Linked DNA regions of Mus musculus: region 2 is linked to region 1. The links are chromatin contacts, called in public promoter capture Hi-C maps. All regions are on one chromosome and are shown on one strand. The core of a region is the stretch at or near the end of the contact, and the rest is flanking DNA. Distances in the headings are between cores, read along the strand shown. Region 1 overlaps Atp7b (ATPase, Cu++ transporting, beta polypeptide). Region 2 holds the start of 1810012K16Rik (RIKEN cDNA 1810012K16 gene).

What was found. Promoter capture Hi-C pulls out the DNA fragments that hold promoters and counts their contacts.
Region 2: a promoter capture Hi-C map of liver shows a contact between it and region 1. The contact joins the promoter of 1810012K16Rik here to the enhancer-like site in region 1. A contact is called at or near these places in 6 of 39 promoter capture datasets (3T3-L1-derived adipocytes, HPC-7-derived erythroid cells, hippocampal neurons and 2 more), 3 of 484 Hi-C or Micro-C datasets (the G1E-ER4 cell line and liver) and 1 of 115 datasets of contacts at active chromatin or transcription factors (pancreatic cancer cells).

What each region holds. Positions count from the first base shown.
Region 1 is chr8:22,032,337-22,038,755 of GRCm38.p6, forward strand. All of the region lies in intron 1 of Atp7b (ATPase, Cu++ transporting, beta polypeptide), which reads right to left. Among named protein-coding and RNA genes, the nearest start is that of Atp7b, 25 kb to the right of the region's middle. Within about 2 kb of position 3,940, at least 3 of the 459 cell types and tissues checked have an H3K27ac peak or open chromatin away from gene starts, as enhancers often do. A contact at or near this core is called in liver, where this site is marked.
Region 2 is chr8:22,394,948-22,401,366 of GRCm38.p6, forward strand. 1810012K16Rik (RIKEN cDNA 1810012K16 gene) reads left to right here and starts at 3,774. Exons shown (of 3, transcript NR_045473.1): 1 at 3,774-4,036; 2 at 4,200-4,331; 3 at 4,498-4,644. It overlaps Slc25a15 (solute carrier family 25 (mitochondrial carrier ornithine transporter), member 15), which reads right to left and starts at 3,674. Exons shown (of 7, transcript NM_181325.4): 1 at 3,493-3,674; 2 at 766-880. The coding sequence starts at 820.

The sequences.
Region 1 (6,419 bases), core at 2,690-5,189:
TCCGATAGGACTCCATTTGCCCAGGAAATAAGCTTAAAAACTGACCTGCACAGCCAAGGAAACAATCAGTGGGGTGAAGGAGAAGCCCACAAAGTGACAGACACTCTGCCAGTTATACATCTGACAAAGGATTAATATCCTGACTACATACATAAAGGACTCAAAAAAAAAAAAAAAGTGGGATTGGAAATTGGTGCCGGGCGTGGTGGCGCACACCTTTAATCCCAGCACTCAGGAGGCAGAGGCAGGCGGATTTCTGAGTTCGAGGCCAGCCTGGTCTACAAAGTGAATTACAAAGTGAATTCCAGGACAGCCAGGGCTATACAGAGAAACCCTGCCTCGAAAAAACAAACAAACAAACAAACAAACAAAAAAAGGAAATTGGTACAGCCGCTTTCAAAGTCAGTGTGGAAAACTCCCAAGAGCTAAAACTACATCTACCCTGTGACCTAGGTATAGCACCCGTTGGCATATGCCCAAGGGACTGAGCATCTTACTCTGCAGACACAAGCTCAGTCATGTTCCCTGCTTCTTTATTCCCAGTAGCTGAGGAGTGGAACTAACTCCAGTGCTCTGCAGCAGTCTGATTAACACGTGGTACATAAACACAATGAGATCCTATTCGGCTGAAAAGAAAAATGAGGTCATGAGCTTTGCACGTATATGGATGGAGCTAGAAGAGACATAGTGAGCAAGGTAACCTGGGCCCAGACAGACAGACAGACATCACATGTTCTCTCCCATCGGGGTCTCCTAGCTCCAGATCTCCAGATGAGAGCATATATTCTGTAATTACAGAATCCAGGAAAGTAAGAAGGGACTAGGGTGGAAGAGAGACCTAGAGAGGGAAATAGCAAGATAAATAATATGAAGGGAGAAATGGGAAAAATAAGGGGGGCTTTGATGGGGCAAAGGGTAGGGGTCAACACAGGTGGAGAGGAAGGGGGAGGGTCAAATCACACAAAGGATGATGGATCATTATTATGTATCTCAAGTTATGTATAATACATGTATATGTATACATTAATAATTTAAAAGAAAGTTAAGACACCTTGACCTTGCTCCCCCGCCAAGAATCATAGATTGTTCAACAAAAACTCCAGTACTAGGCGTGAGGAATTCTGTTTTTGAATTGTTGGTCAGGAGAGTCCAAGAGACTCCCAAAACAATACAGGCTTCTGCTTCTGCCCTTGGTTGCCTGCTAGAGGGGGAAGCAAGGTCTCTCCTGCTAAAGACACCATGTACTTCAGACACAGAACTTGGCGCATCAGAGCTGCATCTGACCTGAACATCTCCTCCCTGAGGACTAGCTTCAAGGTACCAGAAAGTTCTATGCAGCTGCTAAAAGAGGAGAGCAACCAATAGCCTATCTAGCTCTGGTTCCTACAACAATGACCAGCATGCCAAGATACCCCTTAGAGAACACCACCAGCAAGGGACATGCTAACATGAAAAGGGATCTCCCAGGGCCCACCCTAATAAAAGGAAAGAAGGAAGGAAGGAAAGAAGGAAGGAAGGGAGGGAGGGACGGAGGGAGGGAGGGAGGGAGGGAGGGAGGGAGGGAGGAGGAAGGGAGGGAGGGAGGGAGGGAGGGAGGGAGGGAGGGAGGGAGGGAGGGAGGGAGGGAGGAAGGACAGGCAACTAAGAAATGCTGAGAATGGGAGAAAGCCTTCCCTAGGAATAAGGCCCCTAAATACTTATCCAATATACCAATTGGTCAGCCTTGAGATCATATACACACAAGCAATACTAAATGAGTTGAGCAGGTTATATTTATACATTTATGTATATACGTATGTAATAATAACAAAGAGGCCACAAATTTGAGAGAGAGAGAGAGAGAGACAGAGACAGAGACAGAGACAGAGACAGAGAATGAGAGCACAATTAGAGTGTAAGAGCAGCTGGAGGAGAGAATGAGAAGGGGAAAATGATATACTTTAATTTCAAAAAATAATTTTAAAAATCCACTAAAGATTTTCTCTTTTTTTTCACTAATTCATTCACTTTATATTATAATATCATCACCACCACCCCCGCATCATACAGCTCCCCCACCCATTCCTCCTCCATTTCTCCGCTGAGAAGGGGGAGGCTCCCCAGGGTATCCCCCCACCTGGCACATCAAGTCACTGCAGGACTAGGTGCATCCTCTCCCACTGAGGACAGACAAGGTAGCCCACCACTCAGTATTGTCTATATCACCCCACCCTGAATGGAGAAAATGGAGAGCCAAGCCATCTCAAGGTGTAAAAGCATGAATACAAAATAAGAAAACTGAAGACAACATTTGTGAAATTACTGGGCTCAAGTCGGCAAGATAGCTCAGCAGGTAAAGGTAAAGAGGAGCCGAGTCCCCAAGACTCACTTGGTGGAAGAAGAGAAGCAACTCCTATAAAGACATTATTCTGATACACACACACACACACACACACACACACACACACACACACTGATTAGGGTTGTGAAGGCTCCCTTCTGCTCTGACATCCTGTCATCTTGAACCTATCCGTTGTCACCCTAACAGTATCCAATGGATGTGGAGAGTGTGGATGCTTTCTGGAGGGGAGGAGAGCATGGTGCAATTTCCTGTCTCCCTGTAGAACAGTGAGAACCCTCCCCCAGCCCCGCCCCACCTGCCCTCACTGTTACTGAACCCCAAAGAAATCAGCAGCCCTTCCATCTTAAACTTCTGCTGAGTTGCAAATCCCGGACGGAACAGGCAGCGTCTTAACTCCATAGGTCTTAAAAGTCTGATTTTTCTGTAATTGTTATCAGCACTCCATCACCTTTGGGTACGTGGCTGCAAAGACTCACTCCCAGGGCCCAGAAGCAGAAAGTGCAAGTGGAGTGCGTGCCTGTGAGCAAAGCTGTGGAGGTGTGCTGAGGAGAAAAGGGTAAAATAAAAAGTAATCAATCAATCGCTATGTAAATAAATAAATAAATAAATAAATACCCTGCTTCACACAGCACATACCAAAACCTGGGTCAGTGATCCGTAATGTTCCCTCGAAGAAGACAAATGCCGACAATTCAACAGGAAAAAGAAGGTGGTTTGTCCCAGAAAAAGGAAACATAAATTATCAAAAAGGAGATGCTAGGCCAATAGCAGTGGTGTTAACCTGTCATGGCAGGGACTGGGAAACTCAAGTGGGAGGGTCACAAGTTCCATTCCAGCCTGGACAACACAACGTGACCTGACCTCAAAGGAAAAGCATGAGGGGCTGGAGAGATGGTTCGACAGTTGAGAGCACTGGCTGCTCTTTCAGGAGACCAGGGTTCGATTCTCAGTATCCACAAGGCTGGCAGTTCACAACCATCCCAACTCCAGTTCCTGAGGACCCAGTGCCCTCTACTGAAATATGTAGGTACTGTGTGCCATGTACATGGCTGCACAAGATATACAGGCAGTCAAAACACCCACGCACATAAAGTATAAATGAAAGAAAAGAATAGGTCCTTCTCTGATCTCCTTCAAGGGAATGGAAGCTCTCTGGAGGACAATCTAGCAGTACCTATTAAAATAACAAATTCACAAAGGTTTGACTCAGCAACTCAGCTCCTGAGAATTCATCCAAGAAATGTGCAGTGTGAAATGAAGTTTCTAGAGTAACGATGACATTGATTTTACAAAAGCAGAAACAATAAGAGTCTGGTAGGCTAGTTATTACATAGCCACAAAGTGGAATACTACACAGCTCTGAGCATGAATTAGGCAGCACTGCACATACTGAAGTAGACTGAAATATATTGTTCGGTGCAAAGAACAAGGTACAGGATACGTAGTGTCTCCTGTTTAGGTGTTCTATTGCTACACAACTTAATGGCTTGTACTGACAGCTCAGTTTCTCACCCTGGATGAGAGTCAGTGGGAACAGCCCATCCCTGCCATCATGTGTGGTGACCTGAACCTCACTGGGGCTGGAGAATAACAGCTCACTCTTCACATGCCTGCTAACCTGGGCCTCGCTGCCAGCTGGAAGGTCAGCTGGAGTTGGCAGACTGGTCCAGTTTGCCACATAGCTTTTCCTTATGGTTAGGTAGCGGATTCCGGTGTCACGGTGGCAATCATTCCCTGAGAACAAGTCTCAGCGTGTAAGCACTGTTAAATCCCTGGCGGTCGGTGTCAGTAACAATGCCCAACAGTTGGGCTGGGAGGGAATAAACACAGGGCTTGAATAAAACCACGCGAGGCAAGAGACCGTTAGGCAGGCGGGTTATCCTTAGGGAAAAGCCTAAGGAACCAATGTGGTGTGAAGAGGATGGGCAGCTGAGGGACCAGACTGCCCAGGAATAAAGAAGTCATTTTTACTACACAATTGCATATGAGTTACCATTCTGAACACTAATTGATTTAAAAGTTAAAACGGTATGAAGGCAACAGAGGCCTGGGATGATGGCTTGACCGGGGGTCGGCAATGATTAACACCGATTCAAAGGAAAAGAAATCAAGGGTAGAAGAAAAACTAAGAATCGACTGAAGAGCATTTGCTTGCATCTAGCATCACAGAAAATAGAAAACTGCCTCCTTGTGGCAAGACACAGCCCTTCAACCATCTAATGTTCTAGAAGAAAATTCTATAGATTTTTTTTTCCTCTACTACCCACCCTCCATGAGCTGGTTCTAGCTCTGCCTGTGATATCCCAAAGTCAGGCCTCGGCGCCAGAGCTCTCGATCTCTGTCCAGCTGATTCTACATATTCCTGGCAAAGGATTTGTGGAAGTGTTAGAGGAAATTGATCAGTGGCAGACAATACTCAGTGCTCAGCCTGTTCTAGACAGGCAGGCTTTCTGCAACAGGCACTTACGAGACAAAGCTTTTCAAAGGACAGTTACGAAACAACCATCAAGAGTCTCCTTTGCCTCTCTGTTGCAGAACTGAGTGAACCTTGGCCCTCCTGTGTGAACACTCTACCACAGAGCCACACCGCAGCGAGAACAATCTGTCAACAGTCACATGGGGTGTTTGGATCGCTTTCGGTGTGGACAAGTGGTGTGTGCATGTTCTCAGCTCCATTCTTTAGCACTGTGTTTGCAGAGAGAGTAAAAAGGAACTCTCCTGCTCGGGTTTATATTAAAAATCAACACAGCTTACACTGCAAGCTCTGAAAAAGAATCCTCGAGTTAGCAGGCTGGGGTTGAAAGTGCTGGGGAAAGGCCTGTAGGCGCCTCTGCTTCATCCCATTGCGCCTCAGGGCACCATCCTTCAGAACATCTGGGGACTTTTTCCTGCAGATCCTCCATCAGTTGAGAAGGAACGCCTGCTGGCTTCTGACAGAAGCTCCCATTTGTTCTCTGTTGTTTGAAGCAGGTGTCATTGTTGTAGCCCAGAGCAACAGCCACTCTGGGAAAGCGACAGATGCGCTACTTGGTCCAGCCTCACCTCAGAATTCTCTGGACATCAGATTCAACAGGCAGGAAGATGAAAATGATTGCCACACTCAAAGCATCTCACACAGGGCCAGGGGTACGGCTCTGCTTTGGGGGGAGCGGGGAAGGAAAAAACGGATCTCATCCAAATTATCCCAGGTATCCAGACAGACAGGTGTTACTCTCTTAATGGTCCCAATGTGGGAGAACTGATGTCTCTATGTTGAGCCACTCAAGCATACAGGAATATACGCCTATGCATTAGCACATACGGTTTGAGGTTTATCTTTAAGTGTTCTAATGTTTTTAATTATATATTTTGAAACTTAAAAATTTTAATTTAAAAAATAAATGTTATGTTTGTGTGTGTATGTGGCTTGTGTGTGTGCGTTTGTGACGTGTGTGTGTGTGTGTGTGTGTGTGGCTTGTGTGTGTGCGTTTGTGACGTGTGTGTGTGTGTGTGTGGTGTTTTGTGTGTACATGCTTCCCTATGCATGTGCATGAAGAGGTCACTGAACTTCAAGGGTCTCTATTGCTCTTGTCCTTATTTGAGACCTGAGCCTGGAGCCTGCCTTTCATCAAGCTGCCCGGAGAACCCTCAGGAAGTGTCTTTCTTCACCCTGAGTGCTGGGGTTACAGTGGCTATCGATGTCCAGTTTTACAAGAGTGCTGAGGACGCGAGCTTAGGCCCTTACGCCTGCGCAGCAAGTTCCTTACGCATTAAGCCATCTCCCCTGCCCAAGTGAGTAAAATTAATTAATAAATAGAGTTAGCAAACTTTCTCTTGTCTCTGTTTCGGTGTCTCTTTCAGTGTGTCCTTGTGTGTGCATGTGTTATTTTCAATATCAGCCAGCTAAATTTACAAAATAAAAATTCTGAGACAGTGGTACCCTCTCTAGTTGCCACTCCATGCTGTCTCAGGATACCCTTTAGCAACGCTCAGTGGGCTCAAGGCAGGGTCGGGGCAGAGACCAGGCTCCATGCTGTCATCTGGAACAGCCTAGAAAAATCCCCTAACTCTAAGGTACACAGGCACACCCAGATCCCTG
Region 2 (6,419 bases), core at 2,524-5,023, 360 kb after region 1:
GGGGGGAATAGGGCAGATCAAAGGTCCTTTGCCTCTGAGATGACACAGAACTCTGAAAACAAAAATGGCAGCTCTTTTTGTCCCAGACTAAGCTTTTCCCAATGCCTGCAACAGTAACAAGGACGAACAGAACAAGTAACAAGGAAGCTGGGTAAATGGCTCAGCAGTGAAGAGTGCTTGCTGACCATCTAGAGGGACCAGCTCTGGTTCCCAGCACCCACATGGGTGGCCCACAATTACCTATGACTCCAGCTCCAGGGGATCTGATATCCCCCCTTCCACCCACCTCAGGCACCTGCACACATGTGGCAGATACACACACACACAAACGTACACAAACACACACACACGTACATGTAAATAAAACAAAAATAAATCTTAAAAGCAAAAAAAAAAAAAAATGAAAACAGTAGCTGGCATTGTGTACTACAAAGATCTTCAGACCGTACGGCTGCCACCTGTGTATCCCAGCATGTGACAGACAGTAGCCAAGTGAGCTCATTTTTGGAACTGAGATGTTTTCTAGCAATCCTAAGGACATTTCCATCCTTCACGCTGACTGGTGAAGCTTTAACAGAATTAAACACTACTGGGTCGTACTTGCTGACGTGCTCTGAACAAAATCACATTTCTGTTATATCGATTCATTCTGAGGTTAAAGGATATTACCTGTGGGGTAACAAAGAGTGTATTTCTAAGCCACTCTGAGGAACTACTTCAGGGATACAGGAAGAAGAATATCCCCTCAACACCCCACCCCCTTACCTGCAGCCCCTGCTGTGAGGTCGATGGCAGCTTGGATGGCTGGATTGGATTTCATGGCGTTACTGGTTTCTGTGGAAGGCGATTCTCTGGAGGGAAGGGAATGTACCACATATCCCTGGAAAGAAGCAAAAGTTCAGTTAGGCCAGCCTCTTCAGTCCCCCATTCTATAAGCCTGCTACATTACTGAACTTAACTTCCAGGAGTGGGACTGTAGGTTCCTAAGGAGTCCTGATGTATCAACACAGCAACAAACACCAAATAAGGACAGAGTGAGGGATGGTAGTCCCCTGACCCCACGTGATCTGTTGATCCAAGAGATCATACTGGATAAAAGAATATCACACAGCATAGTGCTATGGCCTCCCTCATTTACACAAATTAATACGGGGACAGGTATTAATCACAACTGGCCCAGACCACAGCAGACAGTTTCAGAGGCCTGTGGTGAAAGTTCAGTCTACCAAGCTCAGTCTTAAGTACCATCAGCAGCCTGTGCTGCTCAGCATCAGAGCCTAGGAGCTCCACTGAGTCACATAGCTCCTAAGCCGGAGGTCTTCATCTAGACAAGGTGGGTTGTAAAATTACCATATACAGATGGCCATAAATGCCATGAGGCCCACAAGAGGGCCCTGGCCCTGTTCTTGTCACCTCCACTCCGCCACATCTCAGCAGTAAATGTGGAGATTTGCTACACTGCTGTGTAGTCAGATTCTGACTCAACGGGCCTCAAGCGGGACTAGAGAGTCTCGGAGCGTAAATCCAAGGAAGGCAGGTCATGTGAGCCAGCCACACTTTGGTGCAACATCTGGACTTCTGGGTTCCAACTTTGCTTGATGAGAATCCCAGGGGTATATCCCAAAGAGTCAAACTGCTGCTGTTCTCTTTACAGCAAGACTTGAAATGTTTGGGTTTTTTTTAAAGGCTTTGGGGAAACAAAGTTTCCTTCTACCTTTAGACAAAAAAAAAAAAAAGAAAGAAAGAAAGAAAGAAAGAAAGAAACCTTTCTGAGAAATGAATTTAACATTAACTAGAAAGGAGAATGACTCAACATACAAGATCCAAGTTACCAATCATCCAAAACTATTCTGTATGCTCTCAAAATACAGAATTAATTTACACGTAACAGAGAACAATTTTACTCCTCATCACAATGAAGGGGCTGGTGCATTAGGCCAGGACTCTTTCAAATACCAAAGCCATCCAAAAAGTCCAGAAAATAAGGGCAGAATTTAAAAAAAAAAAAAGTCAATGACCTTATTCCAAGAACCTTTCTTTCTTTTAAAACTAGCAACCTGGTGATTACAGAAACACCTGTGCCTACATTTTTGCAGGGAAAGTAAAAGACCAACCAGGTGGTGGGGAGTATCCACAGTGGTCTCAGAGGAGCTTCAATGTGTTCATTTGTTTCCTCAGGAACTATTCTTTACTAACTTTGGAGGCATAGAAAAGTGTATCTAATTAGGCAGTCACTATAAATCCAACCCTTTCACATACACCAAATGAAAACATTTCAAGTCCTAGAGAAATAATATGTGCAGAATTAACCTTTAATCCCCCCCCCCCCTCCAAGAGCCAAAGGGACAGTAAGTTTGCTGTGAACTTGAGTCTCCTAGAAATGTTAGAAAGGCCATGAAGTCGCATCAACTTGGGGACAAGACCTACATGAGGATGAAAGCAATAGACACACTAACATGGATAAGGAAATCTCGGGGGAGGGGGTCTCAACCCTTGACAAAGAACTACAAACGAGTAAGGAAAGCTGGGAATGGGGGCATAGTCTTCCCCAGAGTACAGTCCCCAGTTGGTTATCCACCATATAGAGACAAGTAGCATTATATGTCCTGAGAAAAAGAGGCCATGAATTTGAAAGGGGGTAGGGGATATGGTTACACCGAAGGGGTTAGGCGTAGAAAAGGGAAGGGAGGAAATGATGTTAATTACAATTTTAAAAAGATATATTTTTTTAAGTGCTTTCCCGTGCTGGGAATTAAACCTAACTTCCTGCATACCAGGAAAGTACTCTTAACACTTAGCCCCCTTCTCAGGGGTATCTGTCAAATTATAGAAGACAGAAACGCTACTAACAGATGAACCCAGAAAGAATGCACAAGGACCTGAGTATCACCTGTGGCTTGGGGGATATGCAGGACCTGCAAAAACCAGACCGGTCTGCGCGGATTTAAACTAATTTAGGAGCCTGCTGTACCATTTGGAGTAGAAACCCCGAATCCTTTGAGCGTCTCACCCTCTTCCTTCAAACTACCCAGCAGTCCCAGAAACAACGCCGCCGACACAACCACTGGTTCCTAGGGTGCCAGAAAGAACTTCCCGGGTGCTCAGCGCAGGTGAGGCTGCCTTTCGCTAAGGAGGGACCCGTCTGGAGCTGCAGCTGGAGCTGCAGCTGGGCTGCAGAAGGCCGCCTGCCTGCCACCACCATCAATCGAACCCCTCGGGCCCAGCCCGGGACAACCGGGGTGCCAACTACTGCCGCAGCTGCGGAGCGCTTCACCCGGCCTGACCCGGATTCTGCTCTGCTCCGCGCAGCGCGCGCACACTGGCCACCGCGCCCGCCCGCCCGAACCTCCGCGTCTCCCGGGACCCCGCAGCGAGCCCGGTGCGCGCGCCCGGAGCCGCGGCACGTGTGCGGCAGGGCGGGGACTGTCAGCCGCGTTCCCCAGCCGGGCCGGTCGCCCACTCGCTCGCTCCCGCCCGCTCCCGCAGCCTCACCGCCGCGCCTGGCTGTGTCCGGCTCGCCCTCTGCCGCCCGCGCGCTCCGCTGGCGGCCGCGGGCCCCCGGGCAATTTTTAAGGTCGCCCTGTGGGTCCGGCCCTCGGGCCCTCCCTCCTGAGACCCCCTCCACCAGCCCTCCCTCCGGAGGCCACGCCCTCCTGAGGGCCCGCCCTCTCGAAGTCCCGCCCTACCGGCCCTCCCCCACGCGAGGCCCCCTCCGCCCCTCCCTCCCGAAGGCTGGCCAAGGAAACGGAAATCTGCTCTCCTCGCTGACTGCCGAGCTGGCAGCCTCCGGGAGGACTCACCTTGAGGTCTCCCAGCGTTATCCAGCCCCAGGAGGCTGTGGCTTTAACAGTAAATGGAAAGTACTAGAATGGTAGTGGTGAACTATAAGTTCCCTTATGGGCAGCTTTTTAAATCATCTGTTTATTTGTCTACAGACAGGGTCTCGCATAGCCCAGGCTTAACTTGCTATATGGCTGAGGGTGGTCAGGAACTTCCTGATCTTCCTACCTCCCCCTTCCAAGAGAAGGAATTTCAGGTTTGTTCCACCAGGCTTGGATTTGTGAGGTGGCTGGGATGAAACGTGGGGCTTCCTGCATGCTAGGCAAGCGCTCTGCCAACAGAGCTACATCCCTAGGTTTTAGTTGCTTGTCTGATTGTCTATTTTGTGTCGCTTTAGGTTTCATTCTTTCTCCCCTAAGGAAATCCATTCCCAGGAACATTATGGAAAAGACAACAATATAAGCTGCCGCTGCAGGTTTTATAGTTCCCAGCGATATATTCCTGAGGCTTTAATTAGAAGCTCAAAGTGACGCTGGAGTGAGGGCGCAGAGGTAAAGAACCTTTGATACTTATCAACTTGACTCAGCCTAGAATCAGTAGAGGGATTGCCTAAATCCAGTCAGTCTGAGGATGGAAAGGTCCGTAGCAGCAATGTCTTGATCAGTAATTGATGCTGGAGAGCCCAGCCCACTATGGGTGGTGTCATTCCTCTGGCAGGAAGTCCTGGATTGGAGGGGGGAAAAAAGCATCGTCCAGAGATCAACCAAGAAAGTGAGTCGGTAATCTGTATTCCTACATGGCTTCTGCCTTGACTTCCTGCCTTCCGTCAATCTGGAAGAGAATGCCAAATAAACCTTTTCCAAGCTGCAGTTTAGGCAACAGTGTTTCATTGCTGCAACAGAACGAAACTAAAATTCAGTTCTTAGCCCACATCTGGTAGCGCCCAAGTCCAGCGCTGGTGTGTATCCAGCTCCCCCGTCTGGCTTCTGTAAGCATCTGCAGGTTCCTTCAGGGGTACACACACACACACACACACACACACACACACACTACACATAAATAAAATAAATCTTTAAAAAAGAATCATAAAATCAAAAGGAGCAGGGAATACTTAAGAAAACTGTGGTTCACAGGAGTGATAAAACTATCTTTAACTCTAGCCCTATTCAATTGGAAGAGTCTCAGGGTCATGTGACCCCTACACCACCAGCTTCCCACTCCGCTTCAGCCTCCCTATGAGCCTTTTCACGTTTTTAAAGATTCCTTTAATTCTGAAATTGATGTGTATGTATGAAAACATGCATGCTGGCACCTGTGGAGGCTGCAAGGCAAAGTTGTCCCTTGAACAACAAGAGGTACCAGTGGTGAGCCGTCTTCCTTGTGTGCTTCCTTTATAGTGATGTGTTTGTGTGTCAAGTTGAGGGGGGAGTGTCAATTGTACTGGCTGGTTTTGTGTGTCAACTTGATCCAGGCTGGTGTTACCACAGAGAAAGGAGTTTAGTTGGGGAAGTGCCTCCATGAGATCCAGCTGCAAGGCATTTTCTCAATTAGTGATCAAGGTGAGAGGGCCCCTTGTGGGTGTCCCTGGGCTGGTAGTCCTGGGTTCTATAAGAAAGCAGGCTGAGCAAGCCAGGGGAAGCAAGCCAGTAAGTAACATCCCTCCATGGCCTCTGCATCAGCTCCTGCTTCCTGACCTGCTTGAGTTCCAGTCCTGACTTCCTTTGGTGATGAACAGCAATGTGGAAATGTAAGCTAAATAAACCCTTTCCTCCCCAACTTGCTTCTTGGTCATGATGTTTGTGCAGGAATAGAAACTCTAAGACAAGTGAGTGCTCTTAACTGCTGACCTACCTCTCTGTCCTCTTGAAAACAGCATGTCACAGGCAAAGAACACTGCTCTCATTGGACAACAAAGTGTGTCTCAGGGCTGACTTCCAAATGAACAAACAGTCACACACAGGACTCTCTGCTCAAGGTAATGGTGACTACCCTTGGGATTATGCAAGATATCAGTGTGGCTGGCCAGTAAGGCAGCAGGTTTGACGCAGGTGAGAGGACAGACTGACTGACTACAGGAATCAAACCTTTGTCGGTGTACCAGAATTTCACAATGTGCAGGTTAATGACATCATGGGGCAGGGGGTGGGGGGCAGATAACGCAGTGTGAAACTGGAGTTGCAAGCAAATCACAAACACAGAACATCTTGGATTCAAATGTGCACTTGGTGATCGAGGAGAAAGAAATTAATGCTCTAATTACACATCCTCATACCCACTAAGTATTCTTGACTACTGATAGAACTTCTGTTGCAAACTCCCTTGGGTCTTGTTTGGAGTCAGTACAACCAATCTTTGACACTGAGAAAAACAAACATAGATTTGGATTTCTGTAAAACTATGTGAAAGAAAAGGAGAATGTTGCATCGGTGAAATAGTTGTTAGGACAATGTTTGAAAGGGGACAATTTCTTTTATGTGTTTTTTTCCTTTGGGAATTTTTATGGCATTTGTGGAAATGAGGGAAGGAAAGTCAAATCCCATGTGTATTTTATGAGTCTTAAATGTATATTTTTAAAGGATAAAATATAATGGCAAAATAATTATGGATGAATCGATTACAGTAGGAAACAGTAAGCCATA